Regions from separate parts of the Sus scrofa genome. Here region 1 is linked to region 2. The links are chromatin contacts, called in public promoter capture Hi-C maps. All regions are on one chromosome and are shown on one strand. The core of a region is the stretch at or near the end of the contact, and the rest is flanking DNA. Distances in the headings are between cores, read along the strand shown. Region 1 has its middle 3.9 kb from the start of TH. Region 2 holds the start of LSP1 (lymphocyte-specific protein 1).

Region 1 (5,731 bases), core at 2,736-5,235, 250 kb before region 2:
AGAGCAGTTAGGGTGGAGGCTGGTGGGTGGTGGGGCCGCGGCAGGCGCCCTGAAGGTCCTGAGTGGCACCCTTGGCCGGGGGAGGTGGGTGGGCGAGGGGTGTTGAGAAGGGGCAGGGCCTCGTGGGGGCAGGAAGGAAGAGCCAGTGGCTCCCAGTCCCCTGACCTTGCTGCCTTGAGCCTGGTTCTCCCCAAAATTCTGTCTGTGTCCCTTCACTTCACGGAAGCTTGGGGCCCGTTGCCAGGGAGACAGATGGGCTGGTGACACCCAAAATGAGCCACCAGGAGGGGGGCACTGACTTTAGCCAGCCGGTCACATCAAGAAGCAAACAGGCCCCCCGCTGCTGTAAAGGCAGCTTGGGGCTGGGGTCCGGAGCACCCCCTGGGCTGGGGAAGGGGGTCCTCCCAGGCCCCGGGGAGGAGGGAGGCCCCGGAAGACCCCACCCTGGCATCTGGACCACAGTCTCCAAGTCCCCCTCCAAGGGCAGCCGCGCAGACGCCCCCCACCCGCCGTGGCCCCGCCATGCGAGGGTATCCGAGGCACAAGTCTGGCCTCCCTGGGGATCAGCGAGGGGGACTTGGTTGGGCTGGGGGCTTGCCCTGGCCCTGGCTCTGCGGAGGGACCCAGGAAGGCCGGAGCCAGGTGGGGCCGAGACGGCAGGGCAGAGGGTCTGCACACACAGCGTCCCCCCGACCCGGCTTCTCTGGGTTCTTGGGGGGTTGGCGAGGCTTCTCTCAGTCTGGGTTTCCTGGGGAACTTTCAAGAACTGGGAAGTCTTCCAGAAAGTTGGGGTGAGGGGAGGTACCCCCAAAGTGCTGCTCCTGTCCCCATCCCCCACCCCGCTGTCCATCGGCGAGACCCCGGACCGCCGTCTCCCTGCCGAGGTGTGGGGTCCCCCCTCTGCCGGCCAGGCTGGGCAGGGGTGAGCGCCCCCTGCTCTGCACTCGGGACTCAGCCTGGGGAAGGCGGGCCCCAGGAGGTCCTGGCCTGGACGGCAGTGACCTTCCACGGGAAGGGTCCTGGTTCAAAAGCGCCCTGGGGATGCTTGTGGGCGACGAACGAATGGAGGCCCTGGCGGGTGGGGGAGCAGCGGCATTCCCGGCGCCCGTGGACCCTCCCCTGGGGGTCCGGGTGGTGGTGGGGGGGCAGCAACCTCAGCTTTGGGGCTCCGTGGGGCCTGCCCTGGTGTGAGCCCCAGGCCCCAAGCAGAGAGCGAGAACGTGGGCCTAGCTCTCTGGGGCCCGGGGGGCCTCGGCCCACGCAGGCGGCAGCGGCTCAGCTGGACGCGTTATATTATCAAACCCAAGCTGAGACCAAGGTGGGCCAACGCGGGCTCGGCTGAGCTCATCCTGGGCCCCAAAGTCATCAAAAACCAGTCACGGCAAATAAGCCCTGTCTAAATATCACGGCCAGCCGGGTCTGCAGCGGGCGGCCTGGAAATGTCAGTGGGGGCGGGGCTCCTCCGAGCCCAGGCTTGGGGGGCGCATCTGCCACGGCTGTGCCCGCGGCCCCTCCTGCCCGAGACCTGGCACCTGGGCAGAGGCCCCCAAGGATTACAGCGGCTGGGGGGCCCTTGGGGGGTCCTTCTTTCAGCTCCACTGGTTCCCACGATAGGGTGTTGGATTGGGGGGGGCAGAATGGGGGAGGGTGGCTCGGCTGGGAGGAGGGGAACACACAACTGGGTCCAGAGCAGGAGCCCAGAGTTGGGGGGGACAGTGGCAGGGAGCTGCAGGGAGAAAGCTGCCCTGGCCAGGGCGGCCCCATCCAGGCTCCGGTCATTGATCTCACACCTGCAATTTCTCCCTGAGCCTTGGGCCCTGCCCTGCCCAGGCTCAGACCTCCATCTGCAGGTCTGTCCTGGTCCCCAGCTCAGGGCACTCGAGCCAGGCTGAGCCAGACGTGTCTCCAGAGATCAGAAGGAGGGAAAATTCAGATGCGGCTGGTCACTGAGTCCCCTGCAGGCTCAGGGCTTCCTGGAACCCCCTGTTCTGGAAATGTCAGCGAGTGAGGCAGGGTGGGGCCTCACTGAAGCAGAAGCGGGGGCGGGGGGCTGTGTGGGAGGGAAGGATGGGGGGGTCAGACTCAGAGGGGGCCTCAGTCCCGGGCAGCCGCCGAATCCCAGCCTGGCTGTAGGAAGCCCTGCAGAGGCTTCTATAGACCCGGGGGCACAGCCGGACCAGCCCTGCTTGGCACCCAGCGGGCAGGGCCGAGGAGGGCCCAGCCTGGAACCAGAGCCTGAAGCAAAGCTGGGGTGCTTGCTGCCCAGATGTCCAGCTGAGAGGTTCAGCGGAACCACAGCGAGCAGAGCGAGGCTGTCCCATGTTGTGGCCCCTATGCTTCTGCGAAAGCAGTCCAGGGCCACAGCGAGGGCACAGCCGGGTGCCGGAAGCCAGGCTCCCGCATGGGATGTGAAGGCGGCCTCTGCGGGGATGCGGGATGAGGCCACCCTGGGCCGTCCAGGGCCCTTGGTGCCCAGAGCAGCCGCAGGGACAGGTGACCAGGCTGGGGCTCCAGGCTAGGCAGGGACCTGCTCTTGCAATTAGACCTGATTGCCGTCAAAGCTCAGCTGCCCGGGGTGACTAACGAGAGCTGATTGTGGCTTTTATTGCTTTTCTCCGGCTAATTTGTCAGAAGACTAAAAGGGCCGGGGGAAGGGGTGGGAGGCTGGCTGCGTCACCAGCATGGGGGCAAGGCAGGCGGGTCTGGAGGGCACCCCAGGACCCTGGGGCCATAGCCGAGACCTCCTACAAGGGTCTGGGGGGACATGGAGCCAGGGGGCACCGGGGCAGTCCCACCATGGTGGGTCAGACCTTCTACATCCCTGCTGTGCACCACATGCACGGGCTTGCCCCCCCCCCCACGTACACACACACACACACACACACACACACACACACGTACACACGCACACGCGTGCACACACACACACACACAGACCAATACAGCTGCAGGTGCAGCTCCCATGGTGCCGAACCAGCATAGCACCCGCGGCACGGCCAGGGGTGCCCTTGGCGACCTCAGCATCTCCCCAGACCTGCGTGTTCGGGCACCTGTTAAGGGGCGGTGGGAGGGGGGGCACAGCCCGCCTGGCCCGCTCTCTGCTGCCGCCTGACTTCTAAACACCCAATTATCCCTGAGTGCCTGGAATCGACCGGTGGGGTGGCCAGCTCCGGGCCCTCGGCTCGTGGATCCCCTCCGCCGGCCTCCCCGCCGCTCCCTCCCTCGGCCTCGTTAGGGCTAATTGCTGTGACATTTCAGCTCTGACAGGCCCACACGTCAGGGCCACGCGGGTCTCCTCCCAGCCGGGGGAGGGGCCGGGCGGCTTTGTCCCGCGCCCGTCCTGAGACTCAGGGTGTCGCAGGCACAGGCCTGGGGCCCAGGCTGGGTGAGGCTGGAGGCAGGTGGCCCAGGCGGGGCCCTGTCCCCGGTCCCCTGGCTGTGAGCTCTGTGGGGCCTGTCCCAGGCAGAGGGTGGGACGCAGGCCTCACGGTCCCGGCAGATCCTGGGACCACAGGGGCCCGGGATGGCCCAGGCAGCCTGACGCCCTGGAAGCCCCAGGTTCTCGGAGGTGTGTGTCTGTGTCCCTGTGCCTCTCCCAGGGCACACGGTGACAGTAGCAAAGGCCACCCTGATCACGCCTCGGAAGCGACCTTTGACCCCAGCTTGCTGGGAGAAGTTTTGCTGACTGCTTTCTTTTGGTTTTGGACAGTACGGCCCTGAGGCGCCAGGGATGGGGACGCCAAGGCAGTGCCCTGCTCGGGCACCCTCATCTCTGGGCCACTCCCAGCCTTGGGCCTGGCTCTGGAGAGGAGAGCCAGGGCTGGGGTCCCACTCGGGGGACCCCCTGAGGCCTCGGAAGGGGCCACGAGGTCAGGAAGAAGGTAGAAGCTGCATGCTGCTTGCTCTGCCCTGCCCTGCCCCATGCCAGGCGGGGCCCCATGCCAGGAGCGGGCGCTGTCATTATGGGCTATTAAGGCCTCGGAGGCCCTTGCCTGCTGAGAGCAAACGATCCCGCTCGGCGCCTCCTCCGTGCCTGGCGAGGCGGCTGGAGTTGTGCAGCCCGACTGCGGGGTGGGGGCTGCTTGGGGCGGAGGCCCTGCGGGGAGGTGGGGCCGTGAGGCCCGGAGCAGGGGAAGGACAGCAGGGGTTGAGGGGGCCCTGGCGGCGGGGCCTGGCCCTCCCTCCGTCCCCCCAGTCCCAGCCCGCGGGGCTCGGCCCCCAGGGGACCATGTCCAGGCCGCAGGGACATGGCCTGACCTTCCCCCAGAACCCCCACCAGCCCGTCCCTCCGTGGGGTCTCTGCCTGCCCAGACAGCCTCTGTTAGACTTTCCCCTTGAGCCCTCGGCCCCTGGGGATGGACGCCAGTGGGTCCTTGAAAGAGCCACGTCTCAGGAGGCGGGAAGCAGGCTCAACACGCACCACGTGACCCAAAGAAATCAGTCACCTCGGCCTTTCCACCTGCGGAATGGGTACACGAAGGCCCTTCTGAGGGGCAGGCCCTGCCGTCACCCCAGGAGGCCCAGGCTAGGGGTACCCACAGGCAGGAAGGGGCCCGGGGTGCAGAACCAGAGGAGAGGGGCTTGGAAGGGGGCAGACGTGGGGGCCCCAGGTCCCGCCCTCTGGGCTGGAGGGGGGTAGGGCCAAAGGAGAGGGGGCTGTCTCTGCCCCGGGGGCCCCAGACTCGGGCCAGGGCCGGCCAGCCCTGGAGCGGTGGTGTGGGCCTCCCTTCCCAGGACGATGGGCAGGGGGACACAGGATCAGGTGACTGAGGCCAGCGCTGGCCTCTGCAGCCTGTGCCCAAGCTTCCTGCCCTCAGCACTGGCCGGGGGCTCCCTTGGGGGTGGGGGCCAGGGCAGGTTCAGCAAGCCAGCTCCCCGCAGCTCCCGGGCAGACTCACCGGCTCAGGGAGGCAGAGGATTAGAAACAATATTTGTACCGGCAGAGACATTTGCGAAAAGGTTAAATCCACACCCAATCCATATCCTGTGCATATGCGGTACTTGCGGATGTGTCACCCCCCTGCCTTGGGCCCCCCTGAGCAAATGATCCGGCCACTGCACGGCTGGGCCACATTACCGAGGGTTCCCCAGAGGCGACGCGAGAGAGCCCCGAGGGCTTCCGGGGGACAGGGGGCCGTCCAGGGCTGCAGCAGGCCTGATGTTGGGCGTGGAGGCAGGGCCACCTCTGGGGACACTTCAGGGACTTGGGCAGGCTGGCTGTGGCCTGGGGTGGTGGAAGCCACAGCCCTCCGTGTCAGCCCGGGAAGGCAGAGCCCAGCTCTGAGGTCTCTGGCAGATCCTTTGAGTGCCGTGTGGGGCAGACAGCCCTGTGGTGCTTCCCGGGCCAGGCCCTGGGGGCAGGGGCCACTGAGACAGGTTCTCCAGGACCCCAGAGTCCAGGAGATGAGACAGGCCATGGCCAATACCAGCAGGTTCCTGTCCTCAGGGAGTTTGCAGAGGGGAGGAAAGCCAGGAGAGTGGAGGAGGGGGCGGTTAATATCAGGGGCAAGACAGGGTGGGCATTGCAGAGTGCAAGTTAACCGAGCTGGTTCTGTGGGATGAATAGGAGTTCGCCAGGAGAAGGGACCGAGGAATGGTATTTCAAACTGGGTGTCATGGAGCCCCAAACCCTCCCAGAGCAGGAAATAGGAATAGTCAGGGGTGAGATCAGCAGGGGGAGGTGAGGGGGGATCCCTCGGGCTGCTTCCAGGGGGCCTTGGGGAGCCATAGA
Region 2 (6,014 bases), core at 1,145-3,644:
GGCCAGGTGGAGGGGCACAGCCTGCCCTGGGTCCGGAGACCCAGACGCGTCCGCCCCCCTCCTGCCCCGGGGCAGCGTGCCCAGGGCTGGGGTGGGTGTCCTGGGCTCCACGCCAGCCCCAGTAGGCCCTGCTCATTCCTGGCCGTCTCGGGGGCCCCAGGTGGGACTTCCCAGGCCGCAGGTCCCTGCCTGGGCATCGGGGATGTCTCCCCCACCTTTCTACCCAGGAAATTCCCCACTTCTCTTAGTCACCTTGTGAAACGAGAACCCTGCCCGCCCTGGGTCTCAGTTTCATTCTGAAAGGTCAGTGCCGCGCCCCGCACCGTGGGGTGAGGTCGGGGTGTAGGGGGGAGGCACCAGGCTCCAGGGGCCAGGGGTGCATCTGGCCGGCTCTCCAGGCAAGCTCCAGACGCACCCTGCAGGTGCAGCCCGAGCCCCCAGGACAGGCACCAGCCACCCGCCTGGACCTGGGCTGGTGACCGTGCCTGCCACCGCCTGCTCTGTCTCCTGGGCATGTGCGACAGCTGGTAGGGGTGGGGGCAAGGATGCGGCCAAGGCAGGGGAAGGCCTGGCCAGGCTCCTCAAGTCGTGCCCTATTATGGGCAGGAAATGACTGGAGGGGCCCAGGGCTCAGACGGCGCTGACGTGAGGCGCCATTTCTGAGCAAGGACACAGCTGTTGCCCAGTCACCTGCTGCACATGAAGTGACCTGCCTGCCTGGGAGGACGAGGCCACCTCCTTGGGGCCCACAGCCCGGCCGTGCTGCCCTCCCTCCCACTCAGCCCCCGACAACCCTTAGGGGGCACACTCAGCCCAACCAAACCCCAACTGCCCAGCCGCTGCCCGGCCTCCCCCTCCCCGGCACTCAGCCCTGCATCCCCCACACCAGTGCCCCACAGGGGATACAGCAAGAAGAGGGCCTCCCACCCCAGCCTCTCACACGCACGCAGGCACACACACAGCACACACGCAGGGACACAGGCACACAGAGCCATGCACACAGGGACACACACAGCACACACAGAGGCACACACATGTGCACACACAGAGGCACACACACACACACCCCTCCCCCCGCAGGCACCTGCATCCTTCCCCTAGACATCACAGAGTCAAGGACCTCCGGCAGAAGAGCTGGGGTCAGAATCCACTTTTCAAGTCAACTCCGAGGCTGTGCGGAGCCCTCCCCACATGGCCGCTCAGGCGGGGGTCCTGGTGCGTCCCCCCTCCCCCAGCAGCAGCTCTGGGGCAGGTGGGAGTCGGCCCTGGGTGGCCCGTCTCCATCCTGTGGGTGTCTCACCCCTCCCTCCGGTCTTGGGGCCCCTGCTGCTTCCCTTCCATCGCCTGGGCAGCAGCGCCCCCGTCCTGCTCCGGGGCCGGCGGCCTCTCTCTCCAGAGGGCTCCACATCCCTGTCACGACATCTGTCCATCCCCAAGTCCAGCTCCGCCCAGGGCGAGGCTCAGCCTGGGCACCTGCCCATCGCCAGCCCTTCCTCCAGCCAGAGACCGGTCCCTCTGCCCCTGCACAGGCTCGCAGAGGCTTCCCGAGGAGGCCTGGGTCACACAGTTTCTCTGCCCAGCTCTGGCCGTGGCCACACAGGTGACCCTTTTCACTGGCCACCCACACATGGCCTCAGCTGATGTCCACTCGCGTCCCGCAGCCGACCAGCTGTGCCCGCCCGCGCTCCGCGCCTGCCCTCCTCCTCGGCCTCCGCCCTCACTGCTGGGAGGGCAGCCTGGGGGAGGGGCCAGCTGGGCCCCAAGCACAGGCTTTGAGGGTCCCGAGGCCACGGGTCTGCTCTTGGCCAGGCTTCCCCAGCTTCAGCCCTGTCTGCCCAAGGCCTGGCCTCTTCCCCGGGTGTCCAGGCTGTGTCCTGGGCTCCCTACCAGGCGTCCCGGCCTCTTTGTCCTGGGTGTGCACCCCACTAGCTGGTGGGGAGCCCGGCCTCTCCCAGGGAGGCCCAGATGCAGGGGCAGACAGAGGAGACCTCTCCCCGGCCTGGGGTGAGACAGGGTGCCAAGACGGGGCCCTGCAGCCTGCGTGCCTCCCCTGAGCCCCTGGGGTGCCGTCGAGGGACCTCTGGTTTGCGCATCCCTCCCCCGCCCCCAGGGTAATTACAGAGACCGCGGCAGAAGGCGGCCTGCCCGAGGCCTGGCCGAGGGCCTTACCCTGAGCCTTCTTCCACCAGCAGCTCCTGCTGCTCCTCAGAGTCGGGGTGGCTGGGCGCCTCCGCCATGGGCTCGGCGTCCGGCGGGCCTCGGCCTTGCGTGTGCACTGCGGCTCGCGGCGCTTCCTGGGGCGGCGGGCCGGGCCCCACCCCCAGCAGGTTTCACTTCCCTCTTCCGCAGCAGGTTGACGTTTGGACCATCTTGGGGCTTGGGCTGGGGTGTTGTTTTCTAATCTGTTGCTGCAACAGGAGAGGAAAAAAAAAAACAAAAAACCAGCCATCAGGAAGCATTAGGCAAGTCGCCGGGGCCTGGAGGGCAGAGAGGGACCTTACAGAGGCAGGGTTGGGGGACCCGCACCGCGAGCCCCCCCACGCTCCTCCAGGGTCCCTGTGGCCCCAGCCTCAGAGTCCACCCGTGTGAAGCAGGTAGAGTCCCAAGCACAGGACACTGTCTTGGCCCCATAGCCTCAGCATTAAGCATGGCGGCCTCCCCAGTGGCGGTGTTCTGGGAGGGCTCCCCAGGCGGTGGGCGGGTACCCAGCCCCCCTCGCAGGTCCCTGCTCTCTGGGCGATTTCTGGGGCCCAGCATGAGCAGCCCCCCACCTGCAGGCCTCACCTCCATTCTTAGCGCTCTCTTTACTCTTTGCAACTGTTGGGGTCCCTGGCCTTTCCTCTGTCCCTCGACTTTGCCACCCCCCGCCCCCTGCCCCCTGCCCCCTGCCATGCTCAAGCAGCTCAGAACTGACCACACGGGTGGTTGGTCCCCAGGCTCTGGAGGGCAGGGGCCCAGGAGCTCCCCAGGAGGCACCAGCAGGATGGGGGACAGATGGAGGCCATTTCGTGCTGCGTGGCCCCCCACTCTGGGAGCGGCCGGACCAGGGGCTGGGAAATCGGGAAGGGGAGATGGGCCGTTGGGGGGCCAGAACCCAAAGCTGGGGGCCCTGAGTTGTCACCCTTAATTCAAGCTGGGGGCAGCCGTGGAAGTAGCAAGATGCAGGTTAATACCCAGGCACATGAGCAGGGAAGGGGGAGGCCGGCCAGCCTGCCAAGCCCTGGCCCGCAGTGGGCCTGAGGCCACCCGGAAGGAGGCCCTGAGGCCCAGGGCAGTTTGTCCATCAGGATGAGCCCCACCTGGGGACAAGCCGACCTGGGAGGTGACAAGCCCCTCTTCCCTGACCACAGGCACCAAGGAGCCTTCGGCTCACCCTGCAGGAGAAGCTTGGACGGCCAGGCCAGGCTGCATCCAGGCCACAGAGGGGCCCCTCGGGCCTTGTCCCATGAGCTCGGGTTTGCTGCCCCTTCTACGGTTCCTCGGGCCACCCGCTGTCCAGCTCGGACATGGGGTTGGACGTCCAGCCGGGCGGGGCCGGCATCTCCAGGCATCCGGTCAGCGGGTGCGACCTGGGTCCACCTGCCGTCCAGGACCGTCCTCTGGCTTTGGGTGAGGTCAGCCCAGCATCACAGCTGGGAAGTTCCGGGGCCTCACGGGGTGGGGGAGAACAGGCAGGGGCTGGGTGGGCTGGGTGGCCTGGGTGCCCCCGCCCCACGGGTGAGGCCCCGTGTGAGACGAAAATTGGGGACCTCTGGTTCAGAAGCTATTAGGAATTCCAAGAGGGAGTCAGTGGGGCCTGAAGCCAGGTGTGGGGCCTTCCAGGCCCGCAGAGCAGGCTCTGCCTGAAGGGTAAACTCCGAGGCCCTGGACGGGCCTCGAAGGCCTAGCCCGCCCGGCCAAGCACCTTTCCGCTCTCCTCCTGAGCCCTGCAGACGCCCGCCTGATCCCGGGCTCGAAGCCGCGCCTCTCTCCCCGGGCCCATGGTCACATCCTCCCAGACCCAGAAGCCCCTGGTCCTCCTGTTATGAGTGAACTGTGTTCCCCAAACGCACAGGCTGTCCCATCGCCTCAGAACGCAACCTTATTTGGAAACAGGGGTCGAGGCAGAAGTCCCGAGGGGAGACGAGGCCACTGGGTGGACCCTGAGCCGGCGTGACTGCCGCGCTTATGAAAAGGGGAAACCTGGAGACAGACGTGCGTGCGGGAGACGCCGCGGGAGGATGGAGGCAAGATGGGGCGGTGCTTCTGCAAACCAAAGATCCCCAGGAAACCACCAGAAGCCGGGGGAGGGGCCCGGAGCGGCCTCTCCCTCCTGCGACACCTGGGCCCACTTCCGGCCTCCAGGGCCGCGAGGCCTGAGCAGCGGCTGTTCCAACCGGCCGTCTGTGGGGCTTTGCTGTGGCTGCCCCGTGACCCTGAAACCCTCCCTCCTGCTGTGGGTCCTGCAAAGAGCCAAAGAGTTGGGGATGCCCGTTCTCCAAGAGCACAGATGGCAGCGTGTGGCGGCCACGCCCCAGGGAGCTCCAGGGGACCCGAGGGCCCCAGGGAGCTCAGATGCAGCTCGCATGGTCACCCCGGGGCTCCCCCCTCATCCTCACCCGCCGCTTCTCAGAGGAATCGTCCGCTCTCGGTCTGGCCCCGTCCCCCCTCCGCCAAGTTCCAGCGCCTGAGCTGAGGTTCGGTTCTCCCCAGACCCCAGGGCCGTCTCGCTGCCGTCTCCAGCCTCCCCGCCGCCACCTGCCCCAATTTAACCTGCGACCCAAAGACTCTTACACCTGAGAACCAAACAGCGCCCCCCGGCCCCGCCTGTCTCACAGGGCCCCGCCTCTCCCTCCGGTCGGCGTGGACCAGCAGGCATGGGCCGAGCCTGAGGCATCGCTGGGAGAGCCAGCACCCATCCAGCTGCGCAGGGCACGGCGAGGGCCCCTGTGCCCCGCTGGGCGGCAGCTGGAGCAGAGCAGGGCCTTCCTCGGGGGCACCCAGGGCCCCCCCAGGAAGCAGGCACGCACCCTTGGCCTCCGTCACTTGAACTTCAGGGCGGCCCTTGGAAGGGCGGAGACCACTTCATCCCCGCCTTGGGCCCAGGCCCGGTGCCACGTCCAGCGACACAGCAACGAGCTGACCGGAGGCCAGGACGAAGAAAGCTCTGCGGGAGGACAGCCGGGCGCTTCCAGCCCTGGGCTCAGAGCTGAGGGGCGCAGGCCTGGGGCGCTGCGAGGAGGTCTGCGCAAGGCAGACGGGGACAGAGGGACAAGAGACACACAGACTCTGGGCTGCCTGTAGGACATTAAGGTGGACAGTCCAGGGGCAGCTGGGTCCAAGGACAGGTGGCCTCAACAGGGAGAGTGGTGTCGGGACCCCAGCCTTGAGCGACACTGGGTGACCGGATGCTGGGGGTGGGGTGGGAGAGAGTGGGAGGAGTCAGGAACAGGGAAAGGTGGGCACCAAGAGGCCAGGCCGGAGGAGAGGCCTGTCCGAAGGGCTGTGGCACTGAGGGTTCCCGTCGGCCAGCAGAGGCCTGAGACCGGCGGGCAGCGGGAAGAGGGTGGGTGGCCAAGGGTTGGAACGCGGAGCGATCTGGGGGCTAGCCGGGGTCCCTGCGGGTTGGGAAAGGCAGACAGAGGACGAGGGCACCTGGGGGACCCAGGAGGGAAACGCTGAGGGTCTGAAGATAACGACGGAGCCGCCTGGGGAGCGCGCAGGGCCACGGCCTCGTGGTGTCCCCACCAATTCCCAGGTTCTGCGACCTTGTTAAGAAATAGGGTCTCTGGAGTTCCCTGGTGGCTCAGCGGACTAAAGACCCAGCATTGTCCCTGCTGCGGCGCAGGCTGGGTCCCTGGCCCGGGAATTCTGCTTGTTGCTGGCGTGGCCAAAAAAAAAAGGAAGAGCAACTTTGCAGATGATCAAGATGAGGTCGCCGGGGTGGGACCCTAATCCTATATAACGGGTGTCCTTAGAGGAAGAGGTCGGGACACAGGCACGCACAGAGGGACGGCCCTGCGAGGACAGGGGGG

Evidence for each region. Promoter capture Hi-C pulls out the DNA fragments that hold promoters and counts their contacts.
Region 1: a promoter capture Hi-C map of fetal liver shows a contact between it and region 2, with 2.7 times the contacts expected there. The contact joins the enhancer-like site here to the promoter of LSP1 in region 2. A contact is called at or near these places in 3 of 5 promoter capture datasets (fetal liver, fetal skeletal muscle and liver) and 2 of 47 Hi-C or Micro-C datasets (omental adipose tissue and subcutaneous adipose tissue).

Annotation. Positions count from the first base shown.
Region 1 is chr2:1,507,260-1,512,990 of Sscrofa11.1, reverse strand. No RefSeq gene overlaps it. Among named protein-coding and RNA genes, the nearest start is that of TH, 3.9 kb to the right of the region's middle. Within about 2 kb of position 3,985, at least 10 of the 83 cell types and tissues checked have an H3K27ac peak or open chromatin away from gene starts, as enhancers often do. A contact at or near this core is called in fetal liver and liver, where this site is marked.
Region 2 is chr2:1,258,337-1,264,350 of Sscrofa11.1, reverse strand. LSP1 (lymphocyte-specific protein 1) reads right to left here and starts at 2,394. Exons shown (of 11, transcript XM_021082603.1): 1 at 2,170-2,394. The coding sequence starts at 2,237.